Regions from separate parts of the Mus musculus genome. Here all the other regions are linked to region 4. Evidence: chromatin contacts called from public Hi-C data. All regions are on one chromosome and are shown on one strand. The core of a region is the stretch at or near the end of the contact, and the rest is flanking DNA. Distances in the headings are between cores, read along the strand shown.

Region 1 (3,048 bases), core at 132-2,631, 200 kb before region 4:
GGTTACCTTACCTTTCCTTTTCTAGAGAAGTCTGCTTGCAGAGCAACATGGAGACGCAAGCAGCTGATGCTGTGTAGACGATGCTTTATTCTCATAGCACCATGATCATTCTTAGAACATTTTGAGTAGAACAAATATACAACATGCAGTGTAGAAAAATGTCAGTGCCCACTGTCTGTCATTCCCAACATCACTTGCTGTTAGTGCCGAGTCTTCCTCGTGCCCCCTTTTGCCCTAAACACCTCACTTGTATTTTTCCATCAAAATCTCCTAACTCCAGTGGGTTAGGACCCCATTTGCAGATGAAGACCCTGTCTGGGGCCCACAAAGCTTAAGTGACTCACTCACTGTCCCATGATGTCACATTAGGGATGTGAGTCACCCAACCACAGGTATTCTGACACTTTTGAAAATATACTTTGACTCTTTCCAGCTCAGTCTTTCCCCTCATGCTGTAGCTTTCCAATCTCGATATTCTGTTGTATCGGAAAACCAAAACCAAAACCAAAACAAAACACCAAACTTTAAATGTGGTCCTGGCATTGGGCCAAACCCAGTGCTGCTTCTCTCTGAACCTTCATAATGATTCTATGGAATCAGTGTTGTTTTTTTGTTCATGGAGAATCTAAAGCTCATGACAACTTTCCAGGATCCCACTGGTAGTAAATGACCTAGCCACCATTCATCCAAGACTTGGGATCTCTAAGAGCATGTGTGCCTCTAGGTGTGGTGCTGCAGGTCCTAGGCTTGAATGGATCGTTCTGAGCTGATGGATGCCTCCTTCAGGTCCCACCTGTGATCTTTATTCACAGGGTAAGCGTGGCTCTGGTTCTTAGCCTCTTGGAAACCTAGCTTCCCATCTCTGTATTGTTCTTATAGTGGGCACGGATGCCATGATTAGCCCATCTCACAGAAGAGGTAACCATGAGTGACAAATGGCCCTCAAGAGCCTGGCTTCTGAAATTAGACCTGTAGCTTTAAGACCTCAGCTCCTCACCTACAAGCTTTGCCTCTTTAGTTTCTATGTTTGTAAAATGAAGGCCCAAGTGGTTGTATCACAGAGTTGTCATAAAATTCAAGGAAGAAAGTTTATACAGGGTACCTAACCTGCCCTATGCGCACACACACACACACACACACACACACACACACACACACACACACTTGCACTCACTCATGCATACATGCTCATACACGCACACCTATCACAGAGTGGACACCCAGTGGAAGTTGCAGATTGTTAATACTTCTGTTGTGACCCCAAGGCAGAGAGTATCTACATCTTTATCTTTTGAGAGAAAACCTGGTCCAATCCTGTCTTGCTGCAGCCTGCCAGCTTCCCAGCCTGCATTAGTCACTAGAGCAGCCGAGAAAGCAAACAGGGCGTATGTCAGAGCACATTTGTAGGGATGTCTAGTTTTTCCAGGAGAGCAGCCACAAAAGGGAACAGTCATCTAAAATGCCCCCACCCCGTGTCTTTTCTCCAAGTAGGACAAAAGTTAATTTTGCTTCACTGACAGTTAGCTGTATCCACACGAAGCTGACAGCTTCTTTCACTTCTGAACACGGTGTAAAAGGCAGTAGATGAGCTGCAGATTGCAATCTTGAGGATGCTTCAAGCACCTATCTGGCCAGAGAGCCTGGGAAAGAGGGATGGAGAAAGGCTTTCCATTTAAATAAAAGCCCCAGAGCACCCTAGGTTCTTCTGGCTCTTCTATACCAAGTCTAAGCCCACCCTAAAGGGTGGGGTGAGTTCACTGTAATGTCTCTATGCAAGCATGGTGCTCCTCTGGTAGTATAAGCCACTGAGGCTTGTTTCTACCTCTGCATACTAGAGCGAGTAATAGAGTTGCCGCAGCTAGGCTAAGAAGCACAATGGTCAAGGAGACATTGCTTGCTGGTGGCCTTGGAAGAATGCCATTACAGCTCCTTGAACGTCAATTATCTCAGCCTGAGGTTTGATGGATAGAGATGATCCCATTCAGCTCTTTCCCGTGAACAATCCCTTGCCTAGAGGAATTGTACCAGAAAATCCAGAGCCTGTGGTGTCACAAACATGAGCTGTAGCCACCTCTGGGAGGGACAGTCCTACAACCTCAGAAGCCGTGATGGATCTTTTGGTTAATTAGGTCATGTTTTCACCTCTCCCAGAAACTGAGTGAGTTGCAAAAACTAAACAAACCCTGGCTCAAAGTAACAATAGTTTAGTTTGTAAGTGAGAATGTTGCCAAGCTTAATCGCTGTTCTTCAAGAGGCCGTTTGAGCCATTTGAGAGAGCTTTGCTTGGTGGAACATTATTGCGGTTCTGGGTCTGGCAGAGCCTGAGTCACGCAGTTTTGGGCGCCATCTGGAAAGTGTTGGTAGAGCTGCACTTGGGTGATGAGAGTCGTTTGCAGAGAATGTGGCTCCTAAAGATCTGACACCTTACTATTTGTTAGTTACTCTTCTCATCGATATGGCAGAATACCTGACGATAGCAATTGAGGAAGGAAAGGTTGATCCAGGCTCATAATTTAAGAAGGGATACAGTTCATCATGGCACAGAAGGCATAACGACAAAAACATGGGGCAGATGGTTACATCTTCGACATAATCAGAAAGCAGACAGTGAGCAGCAGGAAGTGGGATCAGGCTATGTACCCTCAAGCCCCACCCCCAATGACCCACTTCCTTTAGCAAGGGTCCAACTCTTAAAGGTCCGTAGCCTCTCAAGACAGTGCCACCAGCTGGGGATCAAGTGTTCAAAATAGTTTTGGGAGACATTCCTCATTCAGACTGTGAACTGCCCTTCAGTGAAGCAGCCATGCCACAGGAAGGGACAGTAGACATCTCATCCTAAGAGCTGCAGTACACATTTTCCATGGCCAAGTATCTTGTCCAGAGCCCAGCACAAGGTAGCTGTGCTCACAATGGCTTTATTGAAATTAAGGGCCTTACACAACGCTTAAGTCTGCTATGGGTAGCCTACATAGAAAGGTATAGGCCAAAGCATGGTAACAGAAATGTTCATTTCACCTCCTGGGATTCGGGTACAAATAAGATGGACAC
Region 2 (3,052 bases), core at 428-2,927, 230 kb before region 4:
CTCTCTCTCAAACATTGTCAGCCGTGGCCATACCCCCAACAGTCTTACTCCTCTCTGTCAAATGGAAGGATGGGAGTCAGATGGCAAAGTCTTCTTTCCGCATCCAGAACTGCCCACATAATTCATTTGGTCCAGCGTACATTGGAAGTGTAGGGCCCCTAATCAAAACTTATTTGGCAAATTTCAAGATGATGACAGCATATGGAATCAAGAATGAGACCCTCTGATTGGACAGCTCTTGAGTGACTGTAAAGAAGACACACTGGCCTTAACCACTTGCTTCTTGCTTCACCATGTTTGATTGGTAACCCTGTGCCTACTCTGTGATTTGTTCAGTGCCCGGCAGACCACAGGTGCCAGGGGGAAGGAGAGGAGACACAGGTGTAGCTGAACTGTTGTCTCCAGTCTTCTCCAGTCTGGGGAAATGGTGGCTAGGATGGTGGACACTGGTGACCTCTTCCCAATTCTGAGAACAGTCCTGAAACATCCCACCTCTCTTGTGAGCCTCCTAGTGAAATCTTTGTATTTTGAGCTTGGAACGTTTTATTTATTTTCTTATGTTGGTCTTTGGGGCTATAATGCCCACTGAAATATGTCATACTTTCGGGACAATGCTCCTCTGGATTGCAAAGGTGGCCAGGGTGTCTACACTTGTCACCTGCATTTACTTCTCATCTGCGTTCACCATCTGAGGTGGTGACTGGCCTTTCGAAGGGATGTTCAGAAATGTCAGCCACACCGTCGGTGTTCTTTTCCAACTTGGGAAAGTGGTCCTCAATATGTTGGTAATGATTGCAGTGGTTTTTGTCTCACACTGAGAACTATGTGGACTCTAGGGAGAGCCAGAGATTTAAAGAAATGTTTTGACAAGATGACCTAGTTGGAGACACTGGGCAAAAACACAGGAAGAGTTAAGTAACAAGCCCTGTCACCATAAAGACATCAGGAGGGCAGTGCTTAATTAAATTAATTGCCTCTGAGTGGTGCAAACCACATTCCCTCTATTTTCTGCTTGCCTGCCTCTGCTCACACTGTCCCTGCGTATTATCCATTGTCCCTATCATTTAGCTGTGTCCATCTTCAAGACCTCTAGGGACTGTCTCTGAGGCCTTGAACAAAGTGTCCTGCAGTGTGCTTGCTGCAAGCTGCCATCTGCTAGTGGTTTGTTGCTTCTCTTAGGTCCTCTCTTCAAATCTGACAAGAGCCTATCAGTCCATTCCAGCCCAATCGCACTGGACATGCACCCAGGGTCTTACTGATTTCCATGCTGTCTGCAGTTATGGCTCATAGCCCGAAACCTGACCTGTGAGAGAACCTTGGCACCTGAACGGCCTCTCTCTCTACTCCTGTTTCCTGGCCTTGTACATAATAGGTGCTAGTGTCTGACTGGCCTCTGCCTTGAGAAAATGGGAAAGAACTATGACTTTGGAGGGTCCCAGAGTTCCCATGATCCTCGGGAAGTCTGAGATCCCAGCTGAAAGATGCAGCTCTCGGACTGGAGAAAGGCCAGAAGAGTGGTGTGAGCTGTTAGCCTCACACCAGGCTCCCCAGAGCTGCTGCCTCTCTTCTTGCCTTGGCCTTCCACCTACAATTACCAGTCTTCCCCATCAGTCTGCTGGGACAACACAGTTCCCCTGGGAGTCTGCCTGCAATGCTTTTCCTGCACTGACTACAGCCCAGCACAGATGAGCTCAGACAAGGCAAATATGGAGGGCCAGGGAAGAGTGTCTGTAATTATAGCGCAGACCTCAAGTGTGTGCGAAGGAGGCGGGCAGACAATCTTCACAGAGGCTTTGACATTTAGAAATCTTCCTCAGTGCCACATTTGAGTCCTTGAGAGGGAGGAACAGAGATGTTATTTCTGAAGTTCCTTCAGGCAGGCGCAGTTCCCATGGTTTGGACATGATTGCTCCTCTATGGCCTTCCCTGCCCAGACCTCAGGTCCTGCCTATCCAGATGCAGGACAGACCTGGGCATCTGGACCATCCCTCTCTAGTCCTCTGAATACAAGGCTGCAAGTGGTGACCATTGCGTTTTGTGTCAGACTTCACAAAACTGGCTGTCCCCAGCTTCAGTGGGTCGCCCCAGAGAGGACATACTTAGTGCTGGGTTTGAATCTACTTCCTCCTGGGTAGCCTGCAGCTTGCCATTCATTTCTGCAAGCATGAGTTTCCTCCTGTGTGAAATAGGATGAATGGCTTTAGATCTTCACAGTGCAATGATGTGGAATGGAAAACTTCAATGTAAAGTTTTAACCACCATGCTTGCCTGGCACACAGGAGACTCAGTGCTCGCTCATGAGAAAGGGGGATAGCACCAAGAGGTGTTCCCTGGGTGACCTGACCCAAAGAAGGATTCTGAGCACATACACAGATCCCAACATCTTTTTTGTATTTGGAAGGCCTCTGCCTGATTTGCATGGGCAGTTAAGAGAATGGAGACATAAAAAGGGTTTTGGTCATATTTTATTTGATGTCTTCCTTTCTGGGGCGATGCCTAATGTGTATCAGCTGGCTGCGTTTGCCTAATTTTAGTCATTAGATTAAGGAGGGATGAGGTAGTTTGTCCTTGGGGATTAAAAAAAAAATCGATGGGAGTAAGTGTGATTAGTTACAGTGTGCCTGAGTTATACAGCAGGAGCTGAGGATGTACAAAAAGTGCAGAATTCCAGCGAGGATGGGAGAGGGGCTCAGAAGGACCCACCCTCAGCTAGAGGGTTGTTACAGGCAGTGATGGCAGCTGCGAGAGGGAGAGTCATTTTTCTTTGGGGATGTGGCCACTGTTGTTGCCTGTTCACTAGTGGATGGCTCCACACCCATGCACTTTTGGGCACCACTGATTAAACTCAATGGGTTATAAAAGTGACAGCTGAAGCTGAAGTTGGGAAAGCAGGAGGAATTGGAAGAGAGGAGTGGGGGGTGTGGAGAAGATTGAAATACATTGTGCACACGTATGAAAGTATCAGAGTAAATAACAAATATTACATTAAAAAAAAAAAGCACAGATCATGTCACCATGACCCACACACTGTCCTGCCCTGTCTCCAAGCCCC
Region 3 (2,992 bases), core at 126-2,625, 140 kb before region 4:
CAGGTGCCTGTGCCACAGTGGCTGGAAGGGTGCCGAATGTGACGTGCCTACCAACCAGTGTATTGACGTGGCCTGCAGCAGTCATGGCACCTGCATCATGGGCACCTGCATCTGCAACCCCGGCTACAAGGGCGAGAGCTGCGAGGAAGGTGAGATTCAGCCAGCCTGCCTCTAAGGTAGAGGCCAACCTGCTCTGTGGAATGGCTTTCAAAGACTCCTGCTTTGAAATCTGACAGAGCTCTGAGTCCTAGCTCCATCTCCTCCATAAAGCCAGGCTACCTTCCCCAGGGGGCCACTGTGAGGGCTGAACGAAATAGCCCATATCAAGCACTTAGTTCGGTGGCTGACACCTAGTAAATGCTCCATAACTGTGGCTCTTATATCAGTAGCGTTATTCGGGGACAGCCAGGCTTCGGCCTCCTTCACCCAGGGTTTGGAAATGGATGGGCTTTACCGTTTGCAGCCGATGGGCAATGGATACACTTGCTACCACCTCCTATTTCCTACCAGCCAGCACCGAGGCTCCTTCCCCAGTGGGGCAGAGAGGTTCCGAGGAAGGCTAGTCTTCTAAACCCACTTAGTATGTGACAGAGAGCCTGCATTTACAGCACCATTTTCTCTTAAAAGAGAGAATGTTAACAGACCTAAAGTAAGAAGCCAGGCGGGATCAATGTCTGAAAGGCATTTCCTGTCTCTGTTACTTATAGCCCTTCAGTGAGCCACTGAGTACTGGTGCAGACCTTAGCTTTGGAGGTGCCGGTAGCTGTTGAAGGAAGATGGCAGCCTGCAGGACATGAGGATCTTCCTTAATTCCCTTTCCTTAAATCACGTGAGGTGAAGACCCTGCGCAGAAGGGTCTAGTAGGAGAGATTCCTATTAGAACAGTGGGATGTTTCACCTGAGCATGTCCATGTGGCATTCTCCAGACAGAAGGACACTGGACAGTGGCCCACGGCTGTGGGATATTTTTTTTCAAAGAGAAAGAAGTAACGTTTAGAGCTCTGATTTACGTTATCCATTTGAAATGAAGTGTTCCTCCTCCTGTTCTCCTTTCTGAAGAGGGCCATCTGGGACTGATCTCTTTTATTATTTCTCGTTCTCTGCTAAAACGTGTTTGTACAGTCTCATGTTTATAATAATGTTTTGGGGGCCTCCTTCCTCCCTCCTCCTCCCCCTCCTCCCTGGGCTCCACGGCTAACGGGTTTCCCGTTTATAAAACATCAGCTAACAAGCTTACTTTTTTTCTCTCTCTCTTCCTTCTGAAGTTTATAGCTCCATATTTTTTTTAAAGCCTGAGAGAAGGCAAAGGCAGGAGGCTTGAAGGGGGACCAGGGGAGGGGCAGGAGAGTGCAGACTCAGATCTTTTGGAGTGAAAAGTGAGACTACGCTGCCTTCCCAGTCCTGAAGGGCATCTAGTGGCTTGTGTGGTCACTGAAGCATGGAGCATTTGGGGGTTGGGGTAGTAGGGAGCCTGTGTTTGCAGCCTGGCCGTGTGGGCACCGTCCTCCATTAATGAGCTAAGCTTCTGCAAGGAATTTTGGCTCTGTGAAAGAGAAAAGGGGGACTGTCTGGTATGCCTTCTAGAAAGAATCTAAACCAAGTTAGCCCACCTCCCAAGCACCTACTCCCTCGCAGGCCTGCTGGTACCTCCTGCATTACACATAGCTCCCAGGAGATAACCCATGTTCATGAGGCTGTCTCGGTGTGAGGGAAGAAGAGAGTTTTATCCTTGGAACTATCCTGTCACCCACAGGCCCAGGAGGAGGCAGACCCAGGCCACTCAAAGCCTCCTTGGCAGAAGGCTACTGTAGCACAGGTAACAGCCCTCAGTTGAGGATCAGAGCTCAGGGCCAATGGCATTCATCAAGTCTAGCCCGGGTGCCAGGAGCTCCTTGTCCCTGTCACACGGAACTCTGTGAGCTTCCCTATGCTTCTCAGGTCACCTGGAAGCATGGAGACCAGATTCTTAAAGAGAAGGCCTCTCATTAGCTCATCTTAGTCTTTATTCTCCTGAGACTATGGGGTTCCCTTTGCTGGTTCCCCGGTCCCTCTGTGTATGAAAGGACAGGTCTGCAATGACAAGTACACTTCACCAAAACTGATACCCTCCCAGGCTGCACTCAAGCATTGGATGTGTACAGGATCCACCCTGAGGGCACCCTGGGCTCCTCGGAAGCAGGGTCAGCCCAAAGCTGGGGCCAGGCATTCACAGGATGGGAAATGCTTTCCTAGGTCTCTTCGTAGGATTTGCCAAGTTGTTTGCTGTCAAGTTGGAAAGCTCTCTGAACCAAGGGAATTGCCACAGTAGTCTAATGGGCTGGAATAATCCTTCTGCGGTTCCGGGATCTGAGGCCCGTCATGAGAATTTATCACTGCTGTTGTCTTTATTATTTTTAATTACCTGAATTTCAGCAGGTCATGCTTTAGCCGTTGTTAAATGGTGTCTGGAGACCATAAGAGAAGAGTCATTTGCCTTCGTTGGGCCTTATTAATCCCCCACACTGTCCTGTTTCCTTCCCTGTTTTGATTTGGCTTCTATTTTTAAACCACTTCATGTGTTTATGTGAGCATATATGCGCAAATGTATTTTTGAACCAGTCAGATTATAAGAGAAAATAGCAAGCAATCTAGACAGGAGAGAGAGGATGAAATGTAAATTCCTTCTGTGCTGCCTTGGAAAAATTATTTAATGAAAATAATAGATTAAATAGAGCTACATAAAAGGCTTAATAGCCAAGAGTAGCACAGACAAGCTTCTAAATGAGTGACAACTTTTGCTACTGTCATTACTGTGATTTTAGAAGCTAGTTACTCTTGGTCCCTTGGCCTTCTCACTTACCACTGAGATTGCCAAGTAAAATTCCTTTTAAAAATGAGGTGGCAAAAGAGCTGGCTCCACAGTCTGGTCCTCAAAACAAATATCCCAGAATGCTCTCTTTCATAAAGTCTCGGCCCCTTTGTGCCTGTGACTCTTTTATACCCAGACCAGGTT
Region 4 (3,177 bases), core at 561-3,060:
TCCAGCCTGTGACTTCCTCCTCTGTTGTCTCCCTCCCTCAAAGACTATATTTTTAGGCATCAGTGAATACCATGAGATATGGGGTATTCTTCTTTAAAAGGAATGATCCCATATTCTTCCTGGACTGCCACCCCAGAGAGGAAACAGGCAAGCATCCCTGAGCTGTATAGGACCTCAGCTGTAGGCCAGACAGTGCCATGTGCCTCCCTTGACACTGATGCTGTCCTCCCTGAACTATGACCTTGGCTCCTTTCAGTTGGATTCCACCTCCCAGGTGTGTTTAAAGGCACAGGCCACAGTTCCTTTCGCCCATTTAGGAGACTTTAAATATAAAATGCCATCCTGGACAGCTCCCGCTCTTTCGACACTCATTACATCTATCCACTTGAGAGAGTGACCGGGTCTTCCTCACTGGTGGAAGTTTGTGATTCTGATGGGAGTTAGCTTCTGAACCTCTAAGGATTGCTTTTGCATAGTTCCCACCTTCTCCACCCTCCACAACTGCCAATTAGTCCCCCAGCCTCAGCCCCTCCTCCAAGACCTTAAACAAGACTTTATTAGTTTCTGACCTCGTCTTTTATACCCTGAGACCCCCTTTATGGTCATCTCCCAGGCAGGCATCACTAGATGGTATTGTGGTGATATTGACTCCATAGTAAACCACACTTTAGCCTTTAACACTTGGCTCAGAGCCACTGGTGGAAAACTAGCCCAAGGTCCACACCAGTGCCTGACTCTACTGAAGGATGCTGGGCTTGAAAGAAACCCTAGGAAGCTAAAGGGAGACTGCTGAGGCTGGACAAGTGCCTGAAAATAAGAGGGATTGCATGGGGAGGGGGGCAGATGATGAAGAAGAGCCGAGTAAGCTGAGTAAACTGGCTTTATAGGCTTGAGGCAAGGGAAGAAGAAGAAAGGGCCTTACAACTGTGACTTAAGTGACTGCCTTTATAGAGAAGGTTTTCAGTGTGACATCTTAGAACACATCTTTGCCATTTGCAGTCCTTGTGTTTCTGCTGGCCATGTGATGTGGTGAGAGCAGTGACATTGGGCTTTGTACCCGGGGAGATGAGCTGGCTGGCTTCCAGCAGAGGGCTGGGCTTTGGGGTTAAATCACCCATTACACAAAGATGAGTGTGTCCTTCATCCCTCACATCAACTGCTTAGCCCAGGTTATGCCGATTCTGGGGTAGGAGGATTCACCTCCCATGGGGTCCCAGTCTCTCCTCTCTCCCGGGATCTTCATCAGGACTAAAAGCCCTCCACGAGAGGCACACCGTCCCCAGCTAGGTCAAAACCATTGTCTATATTTTGTGAGAGGGGACGGAAGTAAAAAATGAACTCTGTGGTTCAAGACCTTTTTATTTAGCCTTCCCAAAACAGCAAACTCATTTTAAAGACTCATTGCTCAGGTGACTGAAACTTTATCCTCTCCAACCCATCATTCTCAAAAACCAGCCTTGTGTACTTGACTGCCCGGAACAGTGGCGGGCTATGCGGTTTCACGGTGTTGTGGAAGATCAAAGGTGGGGAAGCATGGGGTGGGAACCCTGTGTTGTGTTTCAGAGGCCTCGGTGGGGCCCTGTGTTGTACTTCTTACCCTCTGGGGAATGCCAAAGGCGTGAGACTGGGCTACTTCCTAGTCCCTAAGAAAAATGTGATTGATTCTAAGGGCTGATGGTTCAGGGCTGACTGCCCGTGGGCAGGCTCGGCTGTCCCCGCAGAAGCTGACCCACAGATGTCTGGTGGTTCCCAGCAGCTCTAATCCACTCATCACCAGAACCCCACTGTTCTAAATGTGCCCGTCATTCTGAGGACTTCTGAACCCGCAGCTCTGGCAAAGGACGATAATGAGCTGCCTCTGGATGACCAACACTGGAGACTCTGGCCTTACCATGTGGAAATAGTTTTCCTGAAGTCTGGAACTAATTTTGAGAAGTTTTTTTCTCAACACTTTTGTGTTTCTAACACTGTATTCTTGACTGTGTAAATACCAACAAGGCTGTAAATAAATGCAGATGTAGATACCTTCTAGAAAAAAGGGGGGAAAGCATAAAAACAAAACCAGAAGTGATCCCGTGTAGCCTTCGTTGACAAATAAAAGACTATTTTGTGTTTAAAGGTGTGCAGTGGCCTTTGTTGGGAGACAGTGGCAGTTACCAGGAGGGCTGGAGGAAGACCCCCATCTTAGTCCCAGAGTCCCTTGCAGGTCCTACCTGTCATGAACAGCGGTGTCTGGAGGATCACAGAAGACCAGAGGCCTCACTTACTAAAAGATGAGGTACACACAGAGGCAGCTCTCACCTTAGCTAGTGCCAAACTGCCTTAAGCTGTGTCCTAGCCTGGTTCTTATGCTCACTGGCTTCAAAGACAGATTCCAAGGGGCAGGAACACCTGGCCCCATCCACCACCAAACGCAGGACCTGCCACAGAGTTACTGCACCTTACAAATTAACAGGCGCGTGTTCAACTGAGACGTGATAATAACCACATAGTACAACTTAGGGAGAGAGGAGAAAAACTCCTTGAGTAGTGTAGGTGTTTTCCTGCTGTGTTCTTTTCTTTCCAATCTAGCGTAGTTCTAATCACAGTGCGTGGGAACCTCTCTCTTTTAATCGCACACTTAAGCTATGAGACCTCAGTGTCAGGGGTGAATGCTGGTAGTCTTGAAGAGATTATTTACTGAGCCCAGCTCCCGGGTGTATGTGGCAAACTTTATGAAAATTCAAACAACCGTCCTTCTAAGTCAGGAATGCCATCCCACTCTCATTGACCCCAGGTTGGCCCATGCTAAGCTCTAGGGAAAGGAGGGTCAAGCTATAATAGGCCCCTTCCTTCCATGCAGGCTGGATGGAGACATCACGGCAGAAGTGACAGGCAGCATCAGCAGCGCAGCCCTCCACTGTGAGCCACCTCAGCATGGACAGGGGTTCCGGTGCTACGACCTGACCTTTGGTCACTGAGGTACTCTGCACGCCAGATCGTGCCTCTCCATGAGGGCATGGTGACACAGACCTCCTGGTCGATTTCTTCTTGTGTCACTTAAAGAAGGATGTATGTAAAGTAGCTCACTGCTCAGAACACCATGCCCCCTCTGCCCAGCCCAGCCAACCCAGACCCTTAACTGCTGTCCAAAGCTTAGCACTCTGTACTCTATAATGTTTCTCAAGCTTTGACTTG

The links. Hi-C and Micro-C count contacts between places; a contact is called where the count stands out from the background.
Region 1: a contact with region 4 is called in a Hi-C map of the N1E-115 cell line, with 3 times the contacts expected there. The contact joins two enhancer-like sites. A contact is called at or near these places in 1 of 39 promoter capture datasets (hippocampal neurons), 7 of 484 Hi-C or Micro-C datasets (the N1E-115 cell line, Th1 cells, cerebral cortex and 4 more), 5 of 115 datasets of contacts at active chromatin or transcription factors (the 3134 cell line, CD8 T cells, astrocytes and 2 more) and 1 of 9 other capture datasets (embryonic stem cells).
Region 2: a Hi-C map of the N1E-115 cell line shows a contact between it and region 4, with 10 times the contacts expected there. The contact joins two enhancer-like sites. A contact is called at or near these places in 18 of 484 Hi-C or Micro-C datasets (B cells, the G1E-ER4 cell line, the N1E-115 cell line and 8 more), 3 of 115 datasets of contacts at active chromatin or transcription factors (astrocytes, embryonic stem cells and fibro-adipogenic progenitors) and 1 of 9 other capture datasets (embryonic stem cells).
Region 3: a contact with region 4 is called in a Hi-C map of the N1E-115 cell line, with 13 times the contacts expected there. The contact joins two enhancer-like sites. A contact is called at or near these places in 22 of 39 promoter capture datasets (the 3T3-L1 cell line, the C10 cell line, the HPC-7 cell line and 13 more), 8 of 15 datasets of contacts at CTCF or cohesin (the G1E-ER4 cell line, embryonic stem cells, large pre-B cells and 3 more), 262 of 484 Hi-C or Micro-C datasets (the 4T1 cell line, 8-cell embryo, the AML12 cell line and 124 more), 32 of 115 datasets of contacts at active chromatin or transcription factors (CD8 T cells, PVALB interneurons, Th17 cells and 17 more) and 4 of 9 other capture datasets (adipose tissue, embryonic stem cells, liver and 1 more).

Annotation. Positions count from the first base shown.
Region 1 is chr7:96,706,845-96,709,892 of GRCm38.p6, forward strand. The region is part of intron 10 of Tenm4 (teneurin transmembrane protein 4); the gene reads left to right. Among named protein-coding and RNA genes, the nearest start is that of Gm15413, 93 kb to the right of the region's middle. Within about 2 kb of position 1,382, at least 26 of the 459 cell types and tissues checked have an H3K27ac peak or open chromatin away from gene starts, as enhancers often do. A contact at or near this core is called in the N1E-115 cell line, where this site is marked.
Region 2 is chr7:96,678,919-96,681,970 of GRCm38.p6, forward strand. All of the region lies in intron 7 of Tenm4 (teneurin transmembrane protein 4), which reads left to right. Among named protein-coding and RNA genes, the nearest start is that of Gm15413, 120 kb to the right of the region's middle. Within about 2 kb of position 1,678, at least 18 of the 459 cell types and tissues checked have an H3K27ac peak or open chromatin away from gene starts, as enhancers often do. A contact at or near this core is called in the N1E-115 cell line, where this site is marked.
Region 3 is chr7:96,774,021-96,777,012 of GRCm38.p6, forward strand. It overlaps Tenm4 (teneurin transmembrane protein 4), which reads left to right. Exons shown (of 33, transcript NM_001310762.1): 15 at 1-149. Among named protein-coding and RNA genes, the nearest start is that of Gm15413, 26 kb to the right of the region's middle. Within about 2 kb of position 1,376, at least 23 of the 459 cell types and tissues checked have an H3K27ac peak or open chromatin away from gene starts, as enhancers often do. A contact at or near this core is called in the N1E-115 cell line and embryonic limb bud, where this site is marked.
Region 4 is chr7:96,908,976-96,912,152 of GRCm38.p6, forward strand. Tenm4 (teneurin transmembrane protein 4) reads left to right here. Exons shown (of 33, transcript NM_001310762.1): 33 at 1-2,118. Among named protein-coding and RNA genes, the nearest start is that of Gm22226, 9.5 kb to the right of the region's middle. Within about 2 kb of position 1,811, at least 14 of the 459 cell types and tissues checked have an H3K27ac peak or open chromatin away from gene starts, as enhancers often do. A contact at or near this core is called in the N1E-115 cell line and embryonic limb bud, where this site is marked.